2 separate regions of the Sus scrofa genome follow, and region 1 is linked to region 2. The links are chromatin contacts, called in public Hi-C maps. All regions are on one chromosome and are shown on one strand. Each heading gives the region's core, a stretch centred on a gene start, on an enhancer-like site or on the middle of the called end of the contact. The rest is flanking DNA. Distances are from core to core; before and after follow the strand shown.

Region 1 (3,792 bases), core at 172-2,671, 190 kb before region 2:
CATCTCTCCTTATAGCAACATCAACAACATGATATTGATAGTTGCCCACCCACATTTCCTACCTTAGTATCCTAAATAAAAGGTTTCCAACCAAAAAAAAAATTAAAAGAATGCTTTTATTAACAGGGAGATAAAGTTGTTTTTAAAAGTCAAGTTACAAGTTACACTTGTCAGAATGGCTATCATCCAAAAGAACACAAATAAAAAATGTTGGCAAAGATGTGGAGAAAAGGGAACTCTAATACACTGTTGGTGGGAATGTAAATTGGTACAGCCGTTATGGAAAACAATATGGAGGCTCCTCAAAAAACTAAAAATAGAACTACCATATGATCCAGCAACCCCACTCCTGGGCATATATCTGAAGAAAATGAAAACACAAATTCAAAAGGATAAAACATGCCAATGTTCTAAGCAGCATTATTTACAATAGTCAAGTATAGAAGCAACCTGAGTTTCTATCAACATAAGAGTGAATAAAGACGATATGTTATACACACACACACACACACACACACACACACACACACACAGAGGAATATTGCTCAACTGTAAGAAAGAATGAAATTCTGCCATTTGTAACAACATGGATGGACTTAGAAAGTGTTGCGCTTGTGAAATAAGTCAGAGAGAAAAAGACTAATATTATCACCTATATGTGGAACTGGAAAAACAAGACAAACAAACGAACACAACAAAACAGAAACAAACACACAGAGAAAAAACTAGTAGTTACCAGTGGGGAAAAGGATGGGGGAGAGGCTAGACAAGGATAGAGATTAAGGGATACGAATTGCTATATATAAAATAAATAAGCTACAAGGATATAATGCACGGCACAGGGAATGTAACCATTATTTTGTAATAACTTTAAATGGAGTATAATCTTCAAATATATTGAATCACTATATTGTACTGAAACTAATATCATGTTGTAAATCAATTATACATCAACAAAGTCAAGATATAGCTAACTCAATTTAAAATGTTATCCTAAAGTTTTGTATTCACAAAGAAAAAAAAAATGCCACAAATTTTCACCAATATTCCTAACTAGTCTTTAATGTGTCTGGTCAGAAGAGTGGCTTGGAAGGAAGCCAGTGTTGCTCAGTTCCTGCATGCTGGCCAAACTCAATGACACTTAGAACCCTTTGCTACACTCAGCACTGAAATTTTAATCTGCATATGCTTTCAATCTAATATAATTTCTCAAATCCCATACATAGTAAATTCTTTTTTTAAGATTCTAATATGCAGAAAAAACAACAGCCAGCATATAGTCAAATTTCTTATAATATCTGAGTAGCAAGAAGACAAATATTTTCAGGATGAGCTGTGCACCTCAGTCACATTAGGGTAAGTCTACTATGTGCCTGAGCATAGTGACTCCTGTTTCTGTCTCTCTGCAGCCATCAGTTCTCAGTCTAATGGCTCTGAAATAATCTTCTCAGTACCAACAAATGTGATCAGCACAATCACTATGGAATGATATTATTCAGACTGTCTGAGGACAGCTAGGAATCCCCATAACTTTGATCATATATCATCAACCAAACTGGTAAAAGTGCAGTTTCCCTCCATGAACATTTCTTGTAAAGATTTGGTAAAGATAACAAGGGAGTATCAAGTCTTTCAGGTAATAGAGTCATGCTTCTGGCTACTCTGAACAGCCTAGAGTCTCCAGAAACAGCTACTGTCAACAGCTCAAGACCCCAAGAGTGAAAGAACTCAGCCAAACTCCTGCCTACATGCGGTGCACTGAAGAAGCATGCAAAGCCACTGTCCCCACAGTTTCTGTTTTGCTCCCCACAGTTGATAAGGAGGTAGAGGAGCCACACAAATACAACCAATCACTAGGTGGCTGTAATGAAGCAGGAGAAACCAAGGACAAGTTGTCTTGCCCATTCCTGTAATACCACCTGAAACAAGGAACAACTGATATGCAATGAAGTCACACCCATGTCTTCTCTGTGTGTGATCACCACCCAAGGGGCAGTACCCCTCTAGGTGAGATGTAGGGCAGTGTATGTGAGGAGAAGAATGACAGTTAAGAGGACAAGTTTTGGGGAGTTCCCACTGTGGTTCTGTGGAAATGCACCTGACAAGCATCTATGAGGATGCAGGTTCAACCCCTGGCCTTGCTCAGTGAGTTAAGGATCTGGTGTTGGCATGAGCTGTGGTGTAGGTCACAGATGTGGCTCGGATCTGGTATTGCTGTGGCTGTGGTGTAGGCCGGCAGCTACAGCTCTGATTTGACCCCTAGCCTGGCAATCTCCATATGCCGTAGGTGTGGCCATAAAAGACAGAAAAAAAAAAAAAGGACAAGTTTTGGATTCAGAAAGACTGGGGGCAAATCCTAGATCTACCACTTCGCTATGACCTTTAGCCAAGTAATCTCTCCTTGCTTCAGCTTCCTCATGTATAAAACGGTGATAGGAACTTCTAATCTGTAGAATTATTTTAAGTACTAAATACTCCAAAGTATGTATATGTAGTGTCTACACACAGTAAATGGCCAATATGTGGTATTTGTTGTGTTAACAAAACTAAGAACACACTGGGTCCATTCAAATAATGACTAAACCATCAGCTATCCATCAATTCCAGCCGTGTGTGTGTGTGTGTGTGTGTGTGTGTGTGTGTGTGTGTGTGTGTGTATTTAAATTTCAAATGCTAAGAAATAAAGACAGCAAATGAGTTTCCTCATGACTTGCATCTAGAGAGGCCATAATGTTTTCTCAGAGTGCAAGACCCAGTCAGTGAGGGAGGAAGGGTGACCAGGGAGTGATTCCTCAGAGTAGCAGCACTGCCCCTCAGATTCCATCTCCAAGACTCAGGGGTCTGGAACGACAGGGTAAGACCAGGCAGCCCCTCTATTCCCGGCACTTGCAGGACTCACCTGTGTATGGCAGCACACAGTGGCAAGTATAACCGCTTATGTCATCAAAGCAGGTTCCTTGGTTTAGACATGGATTTGAAGCACATTCATCAATATTCACCTGGCAGTTATGGCCTGTAGACAGAAAAAAATGAAAAACCAAAAATAGTGAAACTCTCTGTTAGCCTCCTCATTATCTCAATTACTAACTGAGTCTCTCAGTGGTGAATATTAAACACCTCAGAGATTGCACTAACTTCTCCAGGCCACTGAAATACCTTTTCATTCCTTTCAGTGATAAGACCCTGACATACAGTCAGTCAGTAAAGGTGTTTAATCAGTCAAAGAAAAAAAAAAAAAAAAAGAATGGAAGAACAGTATATTCTAATAGCCTGGAAGTCTAATGTACCTCCGAATGCAATTAATTTCTCCATAATAGACCAAGAAGTGCATTAGGGTAAAAACCGTTATATCTAAACAGAAGCTCTTTCTATACAAAGTATTTGGTCAAGACTTAAAAACAGGGTATAATTTATCAAAGGATAAAATATTTGAATACATAGTGAAAGCCTTTGTTTTATGCCCACTCTTTCAAACGCATAGTCTCTACCATCGACGTGGTTGTGTCTCCTGAAGTCACAAAGCTGTTTCCCCTGATCCAAGACATGAAATCTACTCCCACTCTGAGAAACAGAAAAGTCAGGAAGCATTCATGGGGACAGGACAGTACCTTTGCACCTTCAATAGCGCCTGGTACAGAGCCTTAGAACCAAGGAGCTACAGAACTACAAAAACGAAAAAAGATGGTACAGAAGTCTGGGTTCAAACTGTACTCTGCTACTCAAGAGCCATACAGCTTTGGACTTTACATTTTGCTTTTTATTTTGTTGATAAGCAAATCTCAATGAGACAAA
Region 2 (3,379 bases), core at 849-3,348:
CATTATTTCATTCTTTATCCCTTCATCTAACTACGGACATTTAGATTGTTTCCATGTCTTAGCTATTGTGAATAGTGTTGCAATGAAGGTAGGGGTACATGTATCTTTTGAATTATAGTTTTGTTCAGATACATACCTAGGAGTGGGATTGCTGGATCATACAGTAGTTTTATTTTGAGTTTTTTAAGGAAACTCCATACTGTTTTCCATAATGGTTTTACCAATTTACATTCCCACCAACAGTGTAGGAAGGTTCCCTTTTCTCCTCACCCTCTCCAGCATTCATTATTTGTAGACTTGTTAATGATGGCCATTCTGACTGGTGTGGGGTGGTAAGTCATTGTAGCTTTGATTTGCATTTCTGTAATAATTAGTGATGTTGAGCATGTTTTCATCTGCATGTTTCTTTAGAAAATGTCCCTTTAGGTCTTCTGCCCACTTTTTGACCAGGTTGTTTTTTTGTTGTTGTTGTTTTTGAGTTGTATGAGCTGTTTATATATTTAGGAAATTAATCCCTTGTCAGTCACAAATATTTTCTCTCAGTCTATAGGTTGTCTTTTTGTTTTGTTTATGGTTTCCTTTGCTATACAATAGCTTATAAATTTGATTAGGTCCAATTTATTTATTTTTGCTTTAATTTCTATTTCAGTCTTGTACTTTTCAATCTTCTCATGGCACTTGCACTCTTTACTTCTCAAACACAGCTTTATTATTTGCTCAGGCCTTGGCAGAACATTGAACAAGACATGGGATTATATCAGATGGATTACAAAAGTAGGAGGCAGAGGGACGAAAGACAACCAAGTTCACATAGATGCCGAATTCACTTCTTTGGGGACTGGTTTTGTGCTAGATACTGAGGATGGGAGTAGGATAAATATCAGAACTAGACATATCTCTTGCCCCTGAGGAGCTTACTTTTTAGAATAGTTACATCCAAATTCTTTTCTTCATGCCACTGCATCAAAAAATTTGAGCATGCATTCCCAATAACTTCATATTTATTATAAATTATATGTGTTCCACTGCACTACTTTGTAAATACTGGTTAAGCTTAATTTTCTTATTAAAGAGTAAATAGAAGCAAGTGTTCATGTATTTCCTTCCCATGTCTCAGGGTATCATCTTAGGCACCCCACTTTGGAGTTCCAGTAGGAAATCAAATGGATACTCAAAAATACATGAGAGAGTGGGAAGAAGGTTCTGCTATCAGCATAAACTAAGTATTCTTAGAGCATCAGGGAAGCATTGCCGAAGGAAAGAAGAATTGAGAATATTTGAGGACTTCTAACTTAGCCTAGCTTTCCTGGGTTTGGGTCAGGGATTAGTGCCAGGCTTCATTTCCTACCTGGTGTCTGTATAAAGACCGCTCAATTTAAACACACACACCCACCCACCCACCCAAAGTATCCATTTCCTAGTACCTTGAGCTTAATAGATGATATGTCATCCTATGATGCCAGGAAGAGATATTCCTGACCCATGGCCCAGAATCACCTTTGACCGTCTACACTCAGCAGTGGAGTGGCAAGTGCCCTGGATGTGGTGTCGGGAGGCTGGGCTGAATCCTGGCTCTCTTACCAACCAGTTGTAAGACTGCAGCCCTTTAACCTCTCTGAGCCTTAATTTCATCATCTGTAAAAATGCCTCCTAGGGTGTTAACAATTTCTTGTCTTTTTTTAATGGCTGTACCCATGGCACATGGAAGTTCCCAGGCCAGGGACTCAAGTCACAGCTGCGGCAATGCTGGATCCTTTAACCCACTGCACAGGGCTGTAGATTGAACCCTGGCCTCTGAAGCGACCCAAGCTGCTGCAGTCAGATTCTTAAGACAGTGCACCACAGCGGGAACACCAAGGGTATTAAAAATTTCTAAAATTTGTTGGGCTTTTCATCATGCTTTAAAAGGTCGTCCCATGAAATCTTTGTGACAATGTGACAAAGCAGATGCTATGATTTTTTCCCATTTCACAGGTGTGGAAACTAAGTTATGGAGAGAGGAGATAACTTGTTTGTACAAGTTCACAAGGCTAGAATGTGCAGAGCTTGAGTAAGCCAACACCGCACCCTCTTTCCCACTCTGCTTGGCTGCTGACCTCACAGCGCTGCCTGGAGGGGCAGATGGGTAACGTGAGATCTGAAGTACATAGAAGGAACACATGGGGTTAGATTTAGTTCTTGTCCTCAAGTCTAAATTTAAAATATGTTTTTCTACACAGCCCTGAAGGTCAACAAAGTAGAATTTGGTTAGAAAGAAAAGGTGGAGAAAGAGAACTTTAAAGTTAACTTCCCCATTTTTGGTCCCTTACCAGTGTATGATAATCTGGAAAGAGCACTATGTAAGGAACAAAGAGACCAGTTTTGCCCCCTCCACCACAAGTTTCCTTGTGGATTAGGGGTCCTAATAAATGAGCTCTACAGAGTCTTCTTTTTTGACTAACCCCAAACTCCAATCTGAAAACACTCTGCAGTCTGGACCCTCCCTGCTCTCCTGGGAGAACACTGGAGGGAGGCCTGAAGACAGGAGGCACTGCCTGGGTCAGCCAGGGCTTACTCAAACAGGGCCGGCGGGGACAACGAGGAGGGTGGGTGGAGACTCTAGCCAGAGCTCTGGTGGGCCTGGCTGGTAATTATAAGGAAACATTGCAGAGAGAGTTTCTGTTGTGGTTGTTCCTGATGTTTACTTTGGGCAGTTTGGTCATTTTTTAACTGACCCTTCCCAGATGAGATGGTCAGTTTTCAGCTGAGTAAAATCAGAGCCTTGAAACTGATAGAGTATATGAATCCTCTGTGGCTCCATTGTTAGAGGGAGGCCAGGGCAGCTAACACCCCCTCACCCCCCAACCTCACCCCTGTTCAGGGAAGTGAAGCCAGGGCTGCAAACTTGCTGACTGGCCGGCAGCCTGCAAACCCAAACATCCTCCTCTCCACCACCTCAGTGTAGCAATGTGAAGAAAACAAAGCCACAAGCTTTCCGAAGCAGGGAAAGGCTCCAGCCATCCCCTTCCAGCAGTCCCTCCTGGCTTCGGCTCGCAGCCATGCGGGTACAAGGTTATAGTTACAGCTGAAAACTGCTGACATTTACTTTTTGGTTGTTGCCTTAAAAAAAAAAAAAATATATATATATACATATATATATATGCACACTTTCCTTCATGGAGTAAAACTTCACATAGTTGATTCAAACCCAAAGGTGAATATTTGTTTTTGCTTTACTTTTCATGTTTTCTCAAGTTTGAATAATAGGAATGTGGCTGTTTAAGAGTGAGAAAGAAGGAAAGCTCATCTGCTTAGTACTTTTCCTCAACATTCCAGTTTCTTTTGGCCTCTGAAAACCAAAGAATAGAGTCTTTTATGCCTAAGATTAGAAACATCTGGC

Evidence for each region. Hi-C and Micro-C count contacts between places; a contact is called where the count stands out from the background.
Region 1: a Hi-C map of omental adipose tissue shows a contact between it and region 2, with 3 times the contacts expected there. The contact joins two enhancer-like sites. A contact is called at or near these places in 1 of 5 promoter capture datasets (liver), 27 of 47 Hi-C or Micro-C datasets (alveolar macrophages, blood, brain and 15 more) and 2 of 2 datasets of contacts at active chromatin or transcription factors (alveolar macrophages and skeletal muscle).

The regions. Positions count from the first base shown.
Region 1 is chr4:101,108,385-101,112,176 of Sscrofa11.1, reverse strand. NOTCH2 (neurogenic locus notch homolog protein 2) reads right to left here. Exons shown (of 34, transcript XM_021090691.1): 15 at 2,900-3,013. Among named protein-coding and RNA genes, the nearest start is that of NOTCH2, 160 kb to the right of the region's middle. Within about 2 kb of position 1,421, at least 3 of the 83 cell types and tissues checked have an H3K27ac peak or open chromatin away from gene starts, as enhancers often do. A contact at or near this core is called in omental adipose tissue, where this site is marked.
Region 2 is chr4:100,918,315-100,921,693 of Sscrofa11.1, reverse strand. The region is part of intron 2 of LOC110260433 (a long non-coding RNA gene); the gene reads left to right. Among named protein-coding and RNA genes, the nearest start is that of NOTCH2, 32 kb to the left of the region's middle. Within about 2 kb of position 2,098, at least 28 of the 83 cell types and tissues checked have an H3K27ac peak or open chromatin away from gene starts, as enhancers often do. A contact at or near this core is called in omental adipose tissue, where this site is marked.